Regions from separate parts of the Mus musculus genome. Here all the other regions are linked to region 7. Evidence: chromatin contacts called from public promoter capture Hi-C data. All regions are on one chromosome and are shown on one strand. The core of a region is the stretch at or near the end of the contact, and the rest is flanking DNA. Distances in the headings are between cores, read along the strand shown.

The links. Promoter capture Hi-C pulls out the DNA fragments that hold promoters and counts their contacts. Capture Hi-C pulls out chosen DNA fragments and counts their contacts.
Region 1: a promoter capture Hi-C map of pre-B cells shows a contact between it and region 7, with 2.3 times the contacts expected there. The contact joins the enhancer-like site here to the promoter of Pot1b in region 7. A contact is called at or near these places in 2 of 39 promoter capture datasets (hippocampal neurons and pre-B cells), 1 of 115 datasets of contacts at active chromatin or transcription factors (astrocytes) and 1 of 9 other capture datasets (liver).
Region 2: a promoter capture Hi-C map of hippocampal neurons shows a contact between it and region 7, with 37 times the contacts expected there. The contact joins the promoter of Slc5a7 here to the promoter of Pot1b in region 7. A contact is called at or near these places in 7 of 39 promoter capture datasets (the 3T3-L1 cell line, 3T3-L1-derived adipocytes, cranial neural crest and 3 more).
Region 3: a contact with region 7 is called in a promoter capture Hi-C map of liver, with 2.3 times the contacts expected there. The contact joins the promoter of Slc25a23 here to the promoter of Pot1b in region 7. A contact is called at or near these places in 1 of 39 promoter capture datasets (pre-B cells) and 1 of 9 other capture datasets (liver).
Region 4: a contact with region 7 is called in a promoter capture Hi-C map of pre-B cells. The contact joins the promoter of C3 here to the promoter of Pot1b in region 7. A contact is called at or near these places in 3 of 39 promoter capture datasets (hippocampal neurons, liver and pre-B cells) and 1 of 9 other capture datasets (adipose tissue).
Region 5: a promoter capture Hi-C map of pre-B cells shows a contact between it and region 7. The contact joins the promoter of Khsrp here to the promoter of Pot1b in region 7. A contact is called at or near these places in 3 of 39 promoter capture datasets (cranial neural crest, liver and pre-B cells).
Region 6: a promoter capture Hi-C map of liver shows a contact between it and region 7, with 5 times the contacts expected there. The contact joins the promoter of Trip10 here to the promoter of Pot1b in region 7. A contact is called at or near these places in 5 of 39 promoter capture datasets (cranial neural crest, hippocampal neurons, liver and 1 more), 1 of 115 datasets of contacts at active chromatin or transcription factors (astrocytes) and 2 of 9 other capture datasets (adipose tissue and liver).

The regions. Positions count from the first base shown.
Region 1 is chr17:57,343,173-57,345,872 of GRCm38.p6, reverse strand. No RefSeq gene overlaps it. Among named protein-coding and RNA genes, the nearest start is that of Adgre1, 14 kb to the left of the region's middle. Within about 2 kb of position 1,347, at least 93 of the 459 cell types and tissues checked have an H3K27ac peak or open chromatin away from gene starts, as enhancers often do. A contact at or near this core is called in liver and pre-B cells, where this site is marked.
Region 2 is chr17:54,297,620-54,300,339 of GRCm38.p6, reverse strand. It overlaps Slc5a7 (solute carrier family 5 (choline transporter), member 7), which reads left to right and starts at 1,306. Exons shown (of 9, transcript NM_022025.4): 1 at 1,306-1,759.
Region 3 is chr17:57,058,609-57,061,477 of GRCm38.p6, reverse strand. It overlaps Slc25a23 (solute carrier family 25 (mitochondrial carrier; phosphate carrier), member 23), which reads left to right and starts at 1,615. Exons shown (of 10, transcript NM_025877.4): 1 at 1,615-1,957. The coding sequence starts at 1,805.
Region 4 is chr17:57,226,767-57,229,568 of GRCm38.p6, reverse strand. C3 (complement component 3) reads left to right here and starts at 1,433. Exons shown (of 41, transcript NM_009778.3): 1 at 1,433-1,613; 2 at 2,687-2,802. The coding sequence starts at 1,534.
Region 5 is chr17:57,030,114-57,032,813 of GRCm38.p6, reverse strand. Khsrp (KH-type splicing regulatory protein) reads left to right here and starts at 1,307. Exons shown (of 18, transcript NM_010613.3): 1 at 1,307-1,666. The coding sequence starts at 1,415. It overlaps Slc25a41 (solute carrier family 25, member 41), which reads left to right. Exons shown (of 7, transcript NM_175333.3): 7 at 1-42.
Region 6 is chr17:57,248,033-57,250,732 of GRCm38.p6, reverse strand. Trip10 (thyroid hormone receptor interactor 10) reads right to left here and starts at 1,282. Exons shown (of 15, transcript NM_001242389.1): 1 at 1,162-1,282. The coding sequence starts at 1,185. It also overlaps a transcript of Gpr108 not described here.
Region 7 is chr17:55,711,116-55,713,905 of GRCm38.p6, reverse strand. Pot1b (protection of telomeres 1B) reads left to right here and starts at 1,270. Exons shown (of 17, transcript NM_028370.2): 1 at 1,270-1,366.

The DNA of each region.
Region 1 (2,700 bases), core at 98-2,597, 1.6 Mb before region 7:
CCTTTCTCCACATACTCACCAGCATCTGCTGTCACCTGAGTTTTTGATCTTAGCCATTCTGACTGGAGTGAAGTGAAATCTCAGGGTTGTTTTGATTTGCATTTCCCTGATGATTAAGGATGTTAAACATTTTTTCAGGTGTTTCTCTGCCACTCGGTATTCCTCAGGTGAGAATTCTTTGTTCAGCTCTGAGCCCCATTTTTAATGGGGTTATTTGATTTTCTGGAGTCCATCTTCTTGAGTTCTTTATATATATTGGATATTAGTCCCCTATCCGATTTGGGATAGGTAAAGATCCTTTCCCAATCTGTTGGTGGCCTTTTTGTCTTATTGACGGTGTCTTTTGCTTTGCAGAAGCTTTGCAATTTTATGAGGTCCCATTTATCGATTCTTGATCTTACAGCACAAGCCATTGCTGTTCTATTCAGGAATTTTTCCCCTGTACCCATATCTTCGAGGCTTTTCCCTACTTTCTCCTCTATAAGTTTCAGTGTCACTGGTTTTATGTGGAGTTCCTTAATCCACTTAGATTTGACCTTAGTACAAGGAGATAGAAATGGATCAATTCGCATTCTTCTACATGATAACCGCCAGTTGTGCCAGCACCATTTGTTGAAAATGCTGTCTTCCTTGTCAAAGATCAAGTGACCATAGGTGTGTGGATTCATCTCTGGGTCTTCAATTCTGTTCCATTGGTCTACTTGTCTGTAAGATCTTTCTTGACTCTCCATTGCCTTGGGAGGACATTTGAGCCCAGTAGAGCCTAGGACCCTGCATAGGCATAATCTAGTCTAGTGTCTTATTCAGGATCTCCGTTGCTGTGATTAACAGCATAACCAGAAGCCTCACAGGAAGAAGATGCTTTATTGCATCCTACAACTCCTAGGTCCCACTCCATCACTGAGGAAAGTCAGGGCAGGAACCTGCAAGCAGGAGTTGATGCAGAACCACAAAGGAGCACTGCTTACAGGCTTGCTCAGCCAAAGCTTCCGTGCAGTGCAGGACCAAGCTCCCTCCACTAGCTTTCCCTGCAATCCAAAACCACCTGCTCTAGGGTTGTACAATCCACAGTGGATGTGGCCTTCCCACGTCAATCAGTAACCAAGAAAATGCCCCCACAGATTTGCCTACAGGCAGTCCCATGAGGACTTCTTAGCTAAGTTCCCTCTTCCCAGACAACTCTAGTTGGTGTCAAGTTGAGAAAAAAAAATCCAAGTTATCTGCCCATCTTCCATCTTGATTGATTGCCACATACACCTGGCAAAAATCTGAGAACACTGTAGTGTATTCTGGGAACTCCTGACCTGGCACTGTGCACTGGCTGCTGCACCCAGCTACTCTGACTATTGCTATCAGCTCACAGCTTCCTCTTTGCTCTTTGCTGACCAGCTGCAGCAAACCACAGACCCAAATTATAGCCCTCACCTAAAGATCACAGAAACATGGAAATCCACAGACCCTGAGGGGAGACAAACCTCTCTGGGGAGTTTAGCTGACATTATCCTAACTATGATGGCAAGTCAAACTGACAGGATAGAATCAGCCAGGAGACACAGTGCTGCGGCACCCTGGAAGGGCATTCTTAGAGAGGGTTAATGGAGTATGGAAGACCTACTCTGAATGTAGGTGGTGGCATCTCACGGGCTGGGGCAACACACTGAATTAAAAGCAGAAGTCAGAGGGGCCTTGTTGAGAAGGGAGTTTCAGAGGGAGAGGAACAAGGTTTGAAGTCCCTTGTATATGTGTATGAACTGTCAAACAGTTGTTTAATGAGGGACAATGGAGACAATTATCTCTCTCTCTCTCTCCCCTCTCCCTCTCCCTCTCCCTCCCCCTCCCCCTCCCATTCTCCCTCTCTCCTTCCTGACTGTGAACACAACATGACCAGCCACCTCCTCACACTCCCAGCAGGTGGACTGAGTCCCTCAAACCTTCTTGTTAGGTAACTTTCTTCTGTGAGGTATTAATTAATTATTAATTAATCACAGCAAAGGGAAAAGTTATTGAACTATTGCTGAGACACACACATACAAAATTCCTCTACTGCCAAAAGCACAAGAACCCTCGGAGACCCCTTGCCTAAATCCCTAAAATGGGCTTGGTACCATTTCACAATGTACTTTATAATATGGCATTCTGTACTCAACAAATTATTTGTGTACAAACACTCATATGAAATTGTGAACTGAACACTTCAAGTCAGAACTTGCCAATATAAAAAGCACATTCACTGTGTCTACAGATGGCGTTTTTTACTTAAGAAATGTTTCAGATGCAGAAATGTACTTAGTTTTTATTACACATTAAAAATTACAGTCTTTGTCTTCAAATTTTCATAAATAAAAGTTAGTTTTGCCTTCAATTAACATCTTAATGCCTTATCTGAAACATGCTCACCTGCAAACCTGTGTCCTGAGAATTGACATGTCTGATCCTAGGGATGTTCCTTGAGCCTCAGGAAGTAAGCAGTCAACAACTCACAAAGCTCAGGAAGGCCCTGAAGCTTGCAAGATTGGCAAGGCCCCTCACCAAGTTACATAATCAGGAATGATTGCTGAGGAAGGAACACTCTCCAATGTGGAGCATTGCATGCAAATGCCATAGACAGATCCAGGATGCCCATAAATCAATCATTACCCATGCTGAATGGCTTTCATGTGATGTGACTACCATTGAGTAGTCACTACCATGTGACTATGT
Region 2 (2,720 bases), core at 57-2,556, 1.4 Mb after region 7:
CTCCCAGAGTGCCAGCCCTGGCTGCACTCCGGATTCTCACCCCTAAGCCCTAGTGATGTTCTGTGAGGACAGCCATCTCTCCTGTCTCTCTGTGCTTGAGTCACACTCTCTGACCTTAGCCCCATAAACTGGCACACTGTCTGAGACACTGCATTCCTGATCCCTGCCCTACTGCAACTGAAATATCTGTGTCATCACCTTAAGGAATATTCCAGAAGGAAAAAAATGTGTATTAATCTGTGGCCTAAGTTCAAAATCAGAAGTTAATTAGAATCAAAAGTAAAAGAAATCCCACCTAAAACACTGAGTGGTTAAATGAATTTCATGTCTGTCTTCTGTTAGTTTCTGTCTGAGCTCAAATAGGGTCTGTTCCATAGATAGATAGATAGATAGATAGATAGATAGATAGATAGATAGATAGATAGATAGATAGCAATTAGCTGGTTACAAACCTTCATTATGACAACTATCCACATAGGCCTCTGCCCTGTCCAGTAACAGGGGAAGTTACTGTTCACACAGAGAACAAAGGAATGGGGAATACAGTTAAAAGAGCCTCTATAAATCCAGTCTAAGATGGGAGCTAGTCTGCAGGTTAGCCTAGAGAGGTGGATAGCAGCTGAGTATGGACTTCACCTCGTTAGCTGTCAGATGCACTGTTTCACTGTTTAATAGACTGGCTCAGTAGATGTAGAAAGAAGTGAGAAAGTGGGCACAAAGCTGAGACTTTATGGCTTTCAATCTTTTCTTTTTCCTCACACCCATTCCATAACACCTCTCCCTGAAACACATTTAAAAGGTTGCAGAAGCAGCCCCCTCTACAATATATTCAACTGTTATAAGATAAAGCCCTTTAAAGACAGGTACAACAGATACATAAGTAATCCTGTCACAGAATACTAGATATGTAGTATGCTAGAAATGTAGTGCTAGATATATATGCATGCAAAAGATCTAAACCTGTTTGAAGTGATAGACTGAGTGCTTTTATAAGCTAGAGTGCTTGGCTTAGCTAGTAGGATGTTTCCTGTGGCTTACACACCAACTTTATTTTAAAGAACTGTGCACCTGTGAGAAAGTTTCATGGTGACCCCAGTTTTAAGTGAAGGGAATATGAATATAAAGCAAAGAGAAATAGGCTGACTAGTCTAAACCTTCCTAACATGTTTCTACAAAAAAACTAGCCAAGAAGGGCTTGAAAGCAACCCCTCTCTGAGGCCAACCAGAGACAGAGACAAGGCCCTTAACTGAGCTTGCATGTGGACACCTCAAGGCGGGGTTTGGAAGCTTCCAGTCTGCATCTGCAAGTGAAATCCTCCAAGTCCATTGCTGTCTTTTGCAACCCAGAAAGATAAAGTGGGCAGGTAGGCTGGGAAATGACCTTTAGTCTGGAGTCCTCCATTCTAGGGTAGCAGACGACTTGACTTGGGATGGGAACATGAACTTGGGCAAGTGCTGGATCTGAGCTTGGCTGTTCCCTCGCACCCCGGGCCACACCAGGGCACAGTCCGCAACTCACGCCCAGCACCACTTTGTTCTGACGTCCTTCTCCAGAGCTCTGACGATCGCCCCCGCCTTCCGCCCTTATAAAGAGACTTTTTCCAATACCCAGATCGATCGCTTCACCCCCTCGGAGTCCTCATCGGGCTCCTTGCCGGAGCCCCCTCCACTCACCTCGAGCCTCCCTCCCTCCGTGTCCCTCACAGCCCGGGGCTCAAGGGGCTCCTGGACCCCTAAAGCAGCTCCGGGTGACGCAAAGGTAAGAGCCCTACGGGAACAAGAGCTAGGGCCACACCCTCGGGGCCGCCCGGGAAGGATCGACTCTGCCTGCTGGGGATGTCCCCTCCGCTCAGTTAAGAAGCACTTGTGGCTCTAGGGGTGCTAGCGACTGTAGGAGTCTGGATTCAGGAGATCCAGAGCTCAGAGGCAAAGGGGAGCAGGGCGCGGGGGAGTTTGGGCGGAGGGGAAATTTGGTGGCTCTGGGCTCACAAAGGCGGAGCCCACCCGGTCCGGGGCGCTCCAGAACATCCCGGAGGTGAGTGCTTGCAGCCAGAACCCGCTTGCAAAGCTCAGACCCCCTCCCACAAAAACTTACGCCTGTGAACTGGGGTGAAGGAAATAGCACTGGTTTGTTCAGTATAAGAGAACAGGAATTCCGTAAGATCAAGCTTTATTTTAAAAGTTGACATCAGTCCTCTTCGTTCGCGTTTTCGTATCTGTGACTGTGGTTTATATATTGCCTTATTTTAAAATCCTCTTCTGTAGAGACCGGGATGATGAGGCGCGGGGTGGGGGTGGGGGTAGGAGTGAGGGTGGGGTGGGGGTGGGGGTGGGGTGGACATGATATGAACTAAGGACAAAGGAAGATTGAGAGATTGAGAGGGTCCTTCTTTTAAACAAGGAAAACATACTTAGTTGTCACAGTAAATTGATTTTAAAAAGGATTTTCCTAGTTTGTTTGTTTGTTTTTGGGGGGGGGGCGTTGTTTTTGTTTTAGTGTTTTTGGAGGGGGTATTCTGGCCAGATATTTTATATTGAGTTACTTTTGGACCTGTTTCCTGAGGTCTGAAAGGATAAGTAAAGAATGAAGAATGAACAGAGAGAGAGAGAGAAAGAGAGAAAGAGAGAAAGAAAGAGAGAGAGAGAGAGAGAGAGAGAGAGAGAGAGAGAGGAGAGGGGAGGGGAGGAGGAAAGGGGGGAAGAGAGAGAGGGAGGGGGAG
Region 3 (2,869 bases), core at 366-2,865, 1.3 Mb before region 7:
TCTGTGAGGAAGCATGGATTTGGGGCGTCTGCGCAGAAGTAGTGATGTCCCACGGCACCCACACAGAAACTCTTATGCATGGAAACATCTGGTAGCTGGTAGAGGGAGTGGGTGGGACTTTCACCTGTTCACCACAGATGTATGGGCACAGCTTGGGTGGGGACCGCATGACCTCTGGATGTATCTTTGGGTAAAAGGTGGTCATGCACCGGATATGATGGCACGTGATTGCCGTCCCAGCAACTGGGATTCCGAAGCAGGCGAACTGCTGCACATTCAAGGCCAGCGAGGCTACAGAGACCTTGGCTCAAAAGGACAATAACAACAATAGCCATAGAGCTGCAGCTGGAGTTCTGTGGCTAGTTTATCTAGCACATACAAGGCTATATACAACACCCATTGTAGTGTAGCATACGCCTTAGATCCCAGGTGGAGCTCTGTGAGGTCCAGATCAGCCCGGTCTACATAGTAAATTCCGTGGCTACATAGAGAGACTGTGTCTTTGAACAAGAAAAATAAATAAATAAATAAATAAATAAATGAGGCGTCGTCCCTTCCTGGGAGTGGTGGTTTAAACTCTGTTTAAATCTCTGCTCTGGCCCTAAATGGGAATCCAGACTAAGATTTGAAGCTTTTGATTTCTCCACTGTAGCGTGGGAAAAGCTAGTGTCACCTACCTACCTCACAGGGTTTGGGGTAGGTTCGTTACTGAGCAGCGAGTGAAGGGCTCTGGCATGCGCAACGCACTCAATGTGAGCTCTTATTTATTATTCGCGGTCAGACGGACGCCCTTCCCCCTGACGGTGAGACGAAAAACTGCACCCGAAACTTGTGGGCGGGACTTCAGCAGGTGCAACCACAGCCGCCGGCTGAGGCCCCGCCTCCAGAGCCCCTCCTCCTGATCGTTATCTTTAGTGGCGCGGGAGATACTGGTCCGCGACTCCCTTTCCAGGCAGGTCTGCAAAGAGCAGCCTTCAGAGAGTCTGAATTGGGGCGCGGCCCCTTTAAGAATGCCTAGCGGGCTGCGAGCTGCGGGACAGGAGGCCGCGGCGGGTCAACCGGGAAGCCCCGCCTAGGTAGAGCGGACCGCCGCAGCTAGGGCGCATTGACCAATAAGGATTTAACTTTGCAGCCGCGCCGCTCGTTGACCTTGCGTTTCTCTCTCCGAGTGTCACCAAGAAAAGGAGGCGCGCGGGCGGAATGAAGTGTTGGGGAGGGAGCCCACACCTCTTTGTTGATCTGCTGTTTCTATCATCGACTGGGGAATCTAACTAGAGCAGGCGGGCGAAAGAAGCTTTTAAACTGGTTCAGAATTCTTTGCGTAGACCTGGGAGAAGCAAAAACTTGAATTTCTGATAAGTGATCCGTTAGAGAGGAAGGTGTAAATGAACAAGATTACGAATCCAATTCCTGACAATTCCCTACCAAAACCATTTAAGGAAAAAAGGGTAAACTGAGGCAAGCAGAGTACTAAGACGGTTGCCTCTCCTACCGTCCCAGGAATGCGCTGTCAGATGTGCAAAACCAGAGCCTCCTAGAATGCTTCCCCACGCCCCCTGCTCCGCCCCCAGCCCCCTCCCCCAAGTAATGCGGGTCGGAGGAGGAGACCAAGTTCTGGCGCGGGCGGGGACGACTAGCATTTATCACTTCCAGCAAGTGCCGGAGCTCGGCCCCGCACTGAAGAGGCTGCGGTGCGGGTGGGCGCGGGAGCTGGCTTTGTGGGGACCCCGGGGGGGAGGGGGAGCCAGAAAGCCCCCGCCGAGGCCGTCGCTGCGGGGCCTCCCCTCCCCCCTGGGCGGGCGCCATGCGGGGGGGCTCAAGCGACGCGGAGCGGCGGCAGCGCTGGGGTCGCCTGTTCGAGGAACTAGACAGCAACAAGGACGGCCGCGTGGACGTGCACGAGTTGCGCCAGGGGCTGGCCAGGCTGGGAAGGGGAGATCCGGACCGTGCACAGCAGGTACTATGGGCAGCGACCACCGCGGCAGGATCCGCCCGCGCCGTAACCGGTGCCCCTTAATGCCGCGGCTACGGCAGCCACAGGCTACCTGTTGGCTGGACCCCACCACCTCTGTCTAGGTTCCCTTCCCTCTGTCCACCCGCGTCTGGCCTGACGTCGCGAAACAGGGCTGCCAAGGCTCCAGGCCTGCAGTGGCTGCGGTTGCCAGGACCCAGCGGCCCCTCCCCCCCCCACCGCCCCCTCCCCCACCCCCTGTGGGATGCCTACTGGGGGGGATGGACTGCAGAGCGGGACGCTTTCCCCTCCACGGCCCAGAGCCAAACCCTCCTCTGCTCTGTGCACAATCCGAGGGGTGACCCGCTCCCACCTGCAGCTAACACAACTTCACATCCTTGCTGGAGCACACACAGAGCCCCTAGCCAGCTCTCCTAGTCTCTTATTTACATTTGCTGCCAGCCGGCTCTTTCCCGGACCTGGCCAGTTGCCCCAGGCTGCTCCAGCTAGGGAGTCAGTCCATCTGAGGTCACTCTGCTTCTACTGGGGTCTGACCTGTCTAGGAAGGAATTTGAGGTAGGGGTGCAGTTTAGCAGTAAAGTGCTTTCCTGGCATGTGCAAAGGTCCTAGGTTCTAGCTCCAGTATGGGAGGTGGCAGTGGGGAGCAGCAAAAACTGGCCCTTTCTCCGTGTGACAGGGGACATGGAGCCCCTAGCCTTCCCTAAAACAGACCTATTGCATTTTTGTTGACCTTGAGTCTAAGGTCCAACTTTTGGATAGGAATATAAAGAGGCCCCATGGCTGTTGGGCCTTATATGAACCACGACTGTTTCTAACAGGACAAACACACACACACACACACACACACTCCTCAACAAGACTGCCAAGGAGACAGGATTTTATAAGGAAAATCTGGGT
Region 4 (2,802 bases), core at 184-2,683, 1.5 Mb before region 7:
CTGCAATTCTAGATCCAGGGATCCAACATTGTCTTCTGGCCTCTGTAGGCATCAGGCATACACATGATGCACATATATACATACATACATACATACATACATACATACATACATACATACATACATATATACATACATACATACATACATACATACATACATACATACATACATACATACATACAGGCAAAACACTCCAACACATACATATAAATATTTTAAAAAGAAAAGAAATGGTGTCATGTAGCCCAAGCTGGCCTCTAACTTGCTACATAGCAAGGTTGACTTTGAACTCCTGATCCTCTTGCCTCCAGCATCTCGTGCTGGGATTACAGATGTATGCCACCAGAATCAATCCTATGCTACTGAGTATGGAAGCACTTTCCCACTGAGCTGTATTCTAAAGCCACTATTTGTACTTTTGTCTTAAAAAACCAAAAACCAACCAACCAAACAAACAAAAAAAACCAACTAAGCATTGTGAATCATTATCTGCCTACAACCACAAAACCAACACAACTGAAAGAGATAATATAGGGGCAGGACAAGTCCTAGAGGCAGAGACAAGAGCAGGCTTTTCCTCCATGACTCTCAAAGCCCACCAGAGTCATTCAGCCACCCTGAGTGACAGGGTAGGTAAGGTCCACCTCATTCTTTTCCCTAGAAAGCAAGCATGCCCCCCGGAGGGCGAACTTCTAGGCAGCCTTCAAAACCAAAGCTTAACTGTCCCACTGCCAAGAAACCGTCCCAGATCCTCAAAAAACCAGAATTCTTTCCCACTTCAGAAAATGCTCCACAGAGCTGGGACTCTGGGCTGGGACATGCCCTCACCCCTTATCCTCCTCATAGGAAAGACTTGGATTATAAATGCATAAGTAGGGCTTGGGTAATGCCCAGCAACTGAGGAGGTAGAGGTAGGAGTTCAGAACTGTTTAGCACAGTGGTCTCCACCTTCCTGAACCTGCCACCCTTCCATGTTGTGCTGACCTCCAATCATAAAATTATTTCATTGCTACTTCACAACTCTAATTTTGCTACTGTTCTGAATTGTAAGGTAAATACTGATACGCAGGATATATAATGCAATGCCAAATGTGTCTCGACCCACTGATTTAGCAAGACCTTGGGGGTAGGGAGAACCAGCCATCCAGAAGTGCTGGGTTACTGGGACCCAGCTAAGTGTGGGAGGAGGTCACTCTAGACTTCAATGGTCTCTGGTGTAACCAAGTACAACAGGGACCAGCCCAGGTTCAGCATCTGGCCTTGACCCCAAGAAAAGCCTGAGCCAAGCAGGTACTTTCAAGCTCCAGGGTAATGGAAATGTGCCTAGGGTTACTCACCCCAAGGCTTGTTGCCCCAGGTTTGTGAAAAAGCTTAGGAAACTATGTTGCGAAATTTTGGGCAGTCCCTGGTGCAGGAACAGGGAGGGACCAGAGAGGAGAGCCATATAAAGAGCCAGCGGCTACAGCCCCAGCTCGCCTCTGCCCACCCCTGCCCCTTACCCCTTCATTCCTTCCACCTTTTTCCTTCACTATGGGACCAGCTTCAGGGTCCCAGCTACTAGTGCTACTGCTGCTGTTGGCCAGCTCCCCATTAGCTCTGGGGATCCCCATGTAAGTAGTTACCTTTTGGGGGTGCAGTTTCTTATACAATTTAGGAGTCACCTAGGTGAGTCACCTAGGAGTCACCCACTTGGGGGGAGACAGGGATGTTAAGAATTTGTGCTGGGGGCTGGAGGATGGCTCAGTGGGTATGAAGTCTTGCTGCATGGACATAAGGACCTTAACTCAAACTCCCAGCACCCACAGAAAAGCCAGGAGTGGCCTCCAGAGCCTGTAACCCCACACTGTGGGGCTGGAGACCAGATACTGGGGCTTGCTGACTGCCAGCCCAGTGCCAGGTTCAGAGAGAGATGTTGACTCAAGGTGTGGGGAGGGAGGGGCATAGAACAGGACACCGGACATCTTCCTGTGACGTGACATACATACATACATACATACATACATACATACATACATACATACATACATACAAACAGAGAGAAAGAGAGAGAATGTGAGTGTTTGGGTTGTCTTATGTTCATAGAACTCAGGTATTGTAGCATTGGTGTGCCTACTTATGAAGAAGAAGGTCTATAGATTTATGGTGTCTGTGATGTCTTGTGGTTTAGGCAATGGTAAGTTTTAAGATGTGAGGACTGGAGGGTTGTTGGGGTCTATAGCCCTTGTGTGGACTGTCAAAAGCCAAGCTCAGCATTGGGCCTGATTACATGGACCTGTCATCCTGTCCACTCTGGAAGCCCAGGCAGGAAGTGTACACATTCCAGCCAAGCCTGGGCTACAGAGTGAGTTCAGGGCTAGCCTGAACAACTTAGTGAGATGCTGTTTCCAAACAGAAAAGTGAGGAGAGGCTGAGGTATAGCTTAGTGGTAGAGAGAGCACTTTCTCAGTACAAGCAAAGTCCTTATGGCTGGTACCCAGTGCTGAAGCCAGGAAAAGACAGCTTCTAGTGGCTAAGGGAAAGTGGGCTGTGGTTTGGTACCTTCTTGTGTGGGGAGGACGTGGATCCAGGCATCTGCTCCAGCACTGAGAACTAGAACACGCTAGAACTAGGGACTGGGCCAGCCAGAGTGAGGGCTGAAGTCTCAGGCCTTGAGGTGACATCTGCTCCCACACCCCACGGTCAGGTATTCCATCATTACTCCCAATGTCCTACGGCTGGAGAGCGAAGAGACCATCGTACTGGAGGCCCACGATGCTCAGGGTGACATCCCAGTCACAGTCACTGTGCAAGACTTCCTAA
Region 5 (2,700 bases), core at 58-2,557, 1.3 Mb before region 7:
GTTCAAGAGAAGATGCAGACAATGAATAAAGATAGTTTTGGACGTCTGTGTCTGAGATTAGCTGGTTCTGGGTGGGAGCTGGGAGATGGGGTGTATCGTCTAGGGTGCTTGCCTAGCATTTATGAGATCCTAAGTTCAACCCCCACCCTGACGACTTGGGGATCAGGAGGACCTGAGATTTTGGGGTCCAGGCTAGGAGCTCTAGGGGTCTTGAACTCCGGTAAATGGACCTGGGACTTCTGGGCCCAGGGTGGCAACTGGAAGTTTGGACTCCTGTGGGAACTTGGGGTTCCTTCTTAGTCCAGGGTTGGGAGCAGGAGACTTGGACCCCTGTGGGGGGCCTGGGTCGAGGTTGGGAATAGGCTTGAAGTTTGAGGAGTTGGTGTCATGAGTCTTGGAAGTGAAGGTCCTTTGAGGGAAAATCTTCACCCAATTTCGGGCCACCACTCCCCCCACCCCCCAAGGCTTCGGGCAGGCCACGGGCAAGGCCTCCCCAAGCCAGGCTACTGGGGCGCTGACTTAAGGTCCTGCCCATAGTTCCGGCTGCTGAGCACTACCTCCCACGTCCTCTGCCACTCACTTCTGCTCCCACTAATCCGCTCCTGCCGCCTGGTAGCGGGTTCCACCCCAATGCAGATGCGCTTTCACTGGCTCTCAGCAAGCGGGCACTATTACTTCTGTTACTGCTATTTGTCCACAGAGGGGTCAATCATTGAACGCTTGCCCTTGTCGCTCAGCCATTGGCTCAGAAGTCAGAGGACAAGGATTCTGAGAAAAGTCACGTCCAAATCCAAGCGCATCCTCCAAAATGCTTCGGGGACTGGATCAAATGACTGCCAATCTTAGCAAGCACCGCCTCCTAAGTGTATTCATTAGCTGGTGTTGACGACTATCTTGCCGAGCGCCCGCCCAGCTCATCCCAGAGAATTTTCATAGGCTCCGCCCTCAAGGCCACGTGACTGATCAGAGCCGTCACTCTCATCCTAGAGCCGCCCCGAGAAGGTGGAACTCGCGCTTCATTGGGCCTCCTGACTTCTCGCGTGACTTCCAATTGCCCGCCCAGCGCCAGCAGCCCTGGGCTTATTGAGTCCTATCTTCGTCAGTCACACCGCGCCTCCCGCCCCCTGCATCTTCCGAAGCTCTGACTGGTCGCCCGGATTTACGGCCCACGATTGGCGGGCGTAGAGTGGTAGCCGTATACTACTGGCTGTTCCTCGGCGTCCGTCAAGCCGGTGGCGGGAGGAGGTGCCCCTCTTCCCCCTCCGCGACCCCCCCTCCCCGTCGCCTTCCCAGCCGCTGGCTTCCCATCGTGCTCCGCGGCCGTGTGGAGCGAGGCCTTGTTCCCGCGTTGAGCCGCCGCCGCCTCCGCCTCCTCAGCTTGAAGCCTCCGCACCAAGCCCGTCCCCGCCGCGCCATGTCGGACTACAACACCGGAGGTCCCCCGCCCGGCCCGCCGCCTCCCGCTGGCGGCGGAGGGGGAGCCGCGGGTGCGGGAGGAGGCCCTCCGCCGGGCCCGCCGGGCGCGGGAGACCGGGGCGGCGGAGGCCCTGGCGGCGGCGGCCCGGGTGGAGGAGGCGCGTCCGGGGGCCCCTCACAGCCTCCCGGTGGCGGCGGCCCTGGGATCCGCAAGGACGCCTTCGCCGACGCCGTGCAGCGGGCCCGCCAGGTGAGGGGGCCGCGAGGGCGCGTGCGCGCGCGCGGGGGAGGGGGCAGCGGCGCGCGCGGGGTCGCGGGAGGGTCACGTGGGCGGCGGGCTCGGGGCGGGGAGTCTGGGGCCGTCACGGTGTGAGGGTGACCCTCTGCGTGCGTGTAGTTAAGGGTGCGTTGAAGGGGGGATCTCCGAAAACTAGACTTTGCACTGGACGGTTTCTCTTGGGTACCAGGGCTTGCAGCCTTTGGGGTCCCTGAGACCCACCCCTGTACTTGCACCAGGTCTTCTCTATTAGGAGGGTTGCAGCTTTGGAGTTCCCACGATTTTTTTCCTGGGTGTACTAGAGGATTCCTCTAGGACCCATAAAGGTTGCAGTCTGGGACAGTGTCCCCAAGAGCCACCCCCCGAGCTTGCACCCGTTATTTCCATTCAAGATATAGGGTTTGCATTCTGAGGACCACTCTAAAGTCCAAGACTGTTTGTGATTTGGAGAGGTCTCCTAGTTTTCCAAAGGCCTGAGCTTGAATGTTATGAGGATGTCCCCAAGAATCACTCCTGGGTTTTCACTTAGGCACCCCCTTAGGACCCATGGGGTTCTAGAAACTGAGGCAGATCTGTAAGAGCAATTCCTGAGTTCATGAAGGATGGGGTCAGAGATGCTGTGAGACCCCTCTTTGAACCCTTGGAGTCTTAGGGTCCCCAAGGGCTTCTCAGGGTTTGTAAAGTTGCATCGCAGGATGGTAGGAGACCGCTATTCAGAGACCTGAGGGTTCAGAATATATTAGTTCCCAAGACGGAGTCCTAGGTTTGCACAGGGACTGAGCTTGGCCGTATACTTAGAAAGTGGGGGGGACCCATCTTAGCACACATTTGCACCCGCCCAGAAATTCAACTCCCTTTTAGAGGATCTTGCTTTACACACCATTACTCCTATTTTCAAGTCAAAACAGGTCCCCTGGCCCATTTCTGTACCTTCCCTAGGAAGGGATTTGGTAAGGGGTTGGGAGAGTTCTTTCTGATGAAGAGAGGACCGACCCTTTGTTAGAGAG
Region 6 (2,700 bases), core at 33-2,532, 1.5 Mb before region 7:
GGAGCGCGATTGGGGAACGTTAGGGTCACCTGGGTAGGAGGCACCGAAATCCCAGCGACCCGGAACAGCGGAGGTGGGGTGGGGTGGACAATCTCTCGGGGCTTAGCGGTTCCAGCAAGGGCTGGCTGGCTTCCCCAGGCGCCGCCCCGGCGTGGCGCAGGGGAGGCAGGAAGCTGGCGGGAACCCCCATGTCCTCCTCCAGGGAAGGGCCTGGACAACACGGCCAGGGCCCCAAACCAGACAGCAGGGTCTCTCGGAATCGGGGTGGCCAGCAAGGGTGTGGAAGGAGGCTAAACCACGCCAGTTCCCTCACCCCTCCTCTAATCCCCTCCAAATTCCAAAAAATCAAGAGGGCTTGGCACAAAAATCAGGCACAGAAGGGATGAGTTCGTGCAGCTCAAAGTGCGTGGAAGCAGGGTCGGGGGGCCTCTATGGCCAAATTTCCCCACTCGCCAAGATCCCCCGGGATCCTCAGTTGAGTGACTCAGTTTCCCCTGCTTCTGTGATGCCTCCACTATAGTGGCTCACCCCCACTACATCCTAAGATTGCACCGCCTCCAGAAAGAGGAGGGGTCAATAGTCCGACAAGGATTCAGGGAAACTTCTAGGGCTTCCTGGGTGAGGTTAAGAGGCGGGTAAGGGGTGGCTCCGCCCAGCGCCCGGGGCCGAGTCCTATAGCCCCTTCCCCTCCCCCTCAGCGTTCCAATTGTAAGCGGGGAAGGAACCCGGTAAGGCCCCACGTGGGACAGAAGGTGACCAAAGGGTCCCCTCCCCCTCCCAGCCGGACAGGCGGGCGACGGGCAGGGACCCAGGGGCCGTAAGATTAGCCTCCAAGCCAGGCCAGGGCGCTCAAAATAGGTGACCTCACCCAGCTGTCCCCCCTCCCTGGCCTGGTCCAGGGACTTCTTCAGATGGTCTTCCTCTCAACTCTGTGCCTCAGTTTCCCTATGCGGGTCCTGGGCAAAGTATCCCTACGTCCTCGGGGCGTCTTGAAAGTCCCAAAGGAACTTTTGAGTGAGTGCGGAGGGCAGAGGGCGGGGACCCAAGGGATCAGCTGCAAGGGAAAGCGTGGAGTCCGGGCTAAGGTACTTCGGGGACAAAGAGCGGAGAAGCCAGGACCCCAGCAAGGGAGAACCGTGGGAACTGGGGAAAAAGACTCACCCACAACTCGGTACCCCAATCCATGCTGCTCTTGCCGCCCAGGACGCCACCGCCTCCTGCCCGGGTCTCCGCCGCCCTCCACCGGAGACTCAGCCCCAGGGCAGTGTGCCCAACCTCGCCCCGCCCCGCCGCCAGGCCACGCCCACCAGCCTAGATTACAACGCCCCTTCGTGCCTTTCCACGCCTCTACTCTGCCGAGCCCCCAGCGGGGGGCTCTGAGGGCGGAGTCCAGATGATGCCCCGCCCCCCATTAAAGGGCCATGCGCCACCTCAAAGTACGCCTCGATTAATTTTCAAAATTTGTACCCCATATTTCTCTCCTCTGCCATCCCAAACTATTCATCCTTTCCTTTCAACTTCGCATTTTTTTTATAAAGGGTCAAGAGATCAAAACCCCAAATCCAAGCAGTCTTTCCCACGTGTCCCCACTCCATGGCAGGGAAAATCTGTGGTTGGTCATTAGGCTCTTGCGGGGACCTACTCGGCTCCAGAAATCTCCATTTCGTCTCACTAATAGTCTGTTTCCCTCCGGCCACAGAGATGGGATGACTTCGATCTTGCCCAGGATGCACATCCAGCCAAGGCCAGGTCCATTAGCACCCCCCAACACCACCGCATCCTGACTTCTCTTCCTTCCCGCCAGAGTCTCCTCTGAGAAACAGAGGACAGGTTGTCCTTTGGGCACCGTTCTGGGCTAGGCACACACTCACACACACACACACACACACGCATGCACGCACAGCACCGCGCACTTGCACTTGACTACACATTTTCCAGCCTCATTCAGTATGTAAGGCCCAAATCAGAACTGCCTCTAGATTCTGGGACCCTGGGGCTTAGGATTTCGGGTCCTCCCAATCATAAAAGTCCTTTCACGCCTTGTAAACCCCCTTAAGGCTCCCGGATAAAAGGGAAGAGGCCCTGTTGGCTCCCACCCCACTCTCCCTGGCTGTAGGTGCTTTCTCCGCCGCTACGCAAGTGTCAAAACACCATTGTGTTGCAGCTAGAAGAGCAGTCTAGACTTCTGAGGAAAGACGCCCTGGAGCCAGTGCTGGAACTGAGGCTCCAATAGGCCTTGGCCCCACCTGCTGGTGGCTTGTGGGCTAAGCTCTGAGATGTAAAGTGGGGTAGAGGGATGGTGGAGGAGGGTGGAGAAGGACTCAGAGTCCCAGTGACGAAAAAGGTATCACACTACGGTGGGAAGCTTCGCGCCAGGGTCAGCAATCTAATTAAGAGTTGCAAGCTACAACTAGGATCCAGCAGCTGGGACTCTTCCAGATCTGAGGACTCAGTAGGAATTGAGGAGCCTATGTTTCAGTTTGAAGTAGGGAACTCAGCTGCTGCAAGGTTACGCCTAGGGCGGAGTCTTCAGGTAGGACCTACAGCGGCATTCAGCCGAGGATTAGAGATCAGCATAGTGCGAAGAATTTTAGGCTTTTCGGTGGCCCAGCAAAGTTGAAACAAGGTAAGCTCATAGACGCGTACGTTGACTAAGTCTCCACTTCTGGCCGGGAGCAGGGTATCGGGGAAGTGAGGGGT
Region 7 (2,790 bases), core at 21-2,520:
TACATTTTGATTTTAAGTCTCCTTTTAGTCTAATATACTCACTTCAAAATTCGTCCCATTTATATCATTTTAATGGGAACGTAAGTAGCAATGCCAATTTATTTGGTTTTCTTCACATATTCGATTCCATTGTGCCAAATTCTGACTTCATGTTATAGGTGGAATGTGCCCCAATCACACTGAATTTCTTTAACTCAATTACATGGAAATCACGTACATGGAAATATTCTTCTCAGTCATGGGAAAGATACCTTTAACTGATTTTTTTCTATTGATAGAACAATGGAGATCATTTCCATCCTACCATAAATGCATACAATCCCATCATTTTTGTCAATGCACTCAGTCTTTGATGAACTTTGATGAACTTAAGGGAGAAAGATTAACAGTTACAATTAACATAGGCAGTGCCATTAATGTTGCATGTAGTTTAAAAGAATGAACAAAAGACCTTCATTTTCATCAATGGAATTTCAAAACTTTCCCCACTTCCTGAAAAAAGTGGGTGGGTAAAATGAATAGATGTAGACTCAATTTAAACTAATAGTGGAACATTTTGTGAAAGATAAAAAAGTTATTCTGTGTTTAAAAATGCCTTTTAACCCGATACAAAGGGTTCCCAAATAACTCCAAATAATCGTGATAAACTTTTAAAGCCTACACACTTTTTAAAATTTAATTTTTAATTAATTTTTTTACACTCGATATAAGCCTACATACTCTTGTTCAGCTTTCTATATTCTGAAATTAATCATTACAAAGTTTCTAAACTCATGACAATTTTTCATCACTCAAAAATATAGTAAAGAACGATAAATCTTCAGACTAACAAAGGATTGTTGGTATTTTTCAACTTGCCTGGCAATAGCATAATAGCCCTAAATTGCGATTAAAAAAACAACAAAACAACATTGTTATCTTCGTCTATTTACATCGTGTAAAAGTGCATTTGGGTGCTTAACTTAGATTAACAAAGGGTTTTGCCTCTGATCCATTTATTCAACAAAATAGAATTTGGAGTCTCACTCGGAATAGGGTTCCAATTGGCTACAGGATTTAGGACTCTTTCAAGCCAGTTACTATCCTTTGAACAGTGTGTTCTCCCCCCCCCCCCCCCCCCCCCGCTAGTCCCCAGAAAAATCCATTAGGGGCGTGGAAAGAGGAGCAGCAGGCTTCCTACTCTGCAGGGACCAACTGGGAGGAGCTTGGCCGAGGCCCCGCCTGCCTTTCGCTTTTGTTATGGGAAGCACGAGCAAAAAGCGGGCGGAATGGTTGGAGTGCGCATGCGTGTGTCCCACGGCTCCGGAAGTCGAAGTCGCGTCTCTGCAGGTTGAAAAAGTTGCCGGGATCCTCGGTGTTCTGTGAGGTACTGAACGCTAGGGTGTTGGAGTTCTTGGTGTAATCGCTGGAGGTCGGGCCCTGGATGATATGAGGGGTCGTTTGCAACCACATTTGGGGTAGTTGTAGAGAAAGTGCGCTATGCGTTGGCGGCAGCGATAACCCGCTGTGTTCGGCATCCTCTCTCTCAGGGAGACCTCAAGCTTCAGGGGTGTGTGTGTGTGTCTGTGTGTGTGCGCTATGCGTTGGCGGCAGCGATAACCCGCTGTGTGTGTGTGTGTGTGTGTGTGTTATTGGGAGCCTCAGAGGCTTCAGGTACTTGCCCAGGTGACAAGTGTCAGAAGAAAAGCATGAACCTGGTGCACAGTGAACAGAGAGAGCGCTAGGATTAAAGGAACGGGCTACTACTATGCCGTGCAACAGGTCGGAAAACTGGCTTTTAAAAGTATTTTGATTCAAGCTGATACTTCCTGCTGAGGACACAAAAAGCATCGTTTTGCCAAAGTATAATTTGTTTTCAGTTTTTTTTTTTTTTGTTTTTTGCTTTCTTTAGTAATATTGAAGAGTATTAATGTAGGATCTACTTTTAATCTGTTTTTTTTCTTTGAAAAGTGGATAGTGACTTTATTAGTATGAGGTTCATATGAGTTTTAATCTGTTGTTTAAGAAATACCCATATGGTTGTTTACCAAGAGTCCATGGTGTGTGTGAGACAGAAAGTTTTAATATGAAAGCCAAAAGAGAAGTTGAAAGGAACTGTTATAAAACACTATCATGCCTGTACTTTTGACTAGGTAATTATTTTCCGAAGTTGACAGTGGGGCAGAGACTAAACTGAACTTTTTGTTTTGTATTGACTTGCCCTCATTGTCCTAGTTTATGAGTTTTTCATTTCACATTAAGAATTTTTTCTTTCTTAAATTGTAATTGGTTTCTAAAACAACATTTTATTTTGCTGAGAGATTGTATTACCGGGTTGAGAAAAAACACTTTGGGAAATTAATGAACTTCACTTTCTGTATCTTCAATAAGACTTAAGTTATGAATCTTACATATTTTTTTCCTCAGATTTTCCCCAGATGACTTAATATTTATTAGAACATGCTATATTGAATTCCTAAAAGTATGGTCCAAGTGAAATTCAGAGAAAGGTTCTCTAAAGATTAAGAAAGGGAATCGAATATCCTGACTGCCTGACACATCCCATAGTTCAGTATGAGTATATTAGGAGTACTGTGCCAGTGCAAGTTTTTAAAGGCAAGTGAGCATGCTTGCTGAAGATTGCTGTAATCCTCAGCCATAGATATTAGCAGCACAGGCTTGCACAGAGAGAGGTTCTGTTTGTGTGTGTGTGTGTGTGTGTGTGTGTGTGTGTTGTGTGTTGTGTGTATGCAGTGGGCTTTATGCAGGATGAGGCTGTAGCAGAGACCTTTGGGACAGTAATTCTCAGGT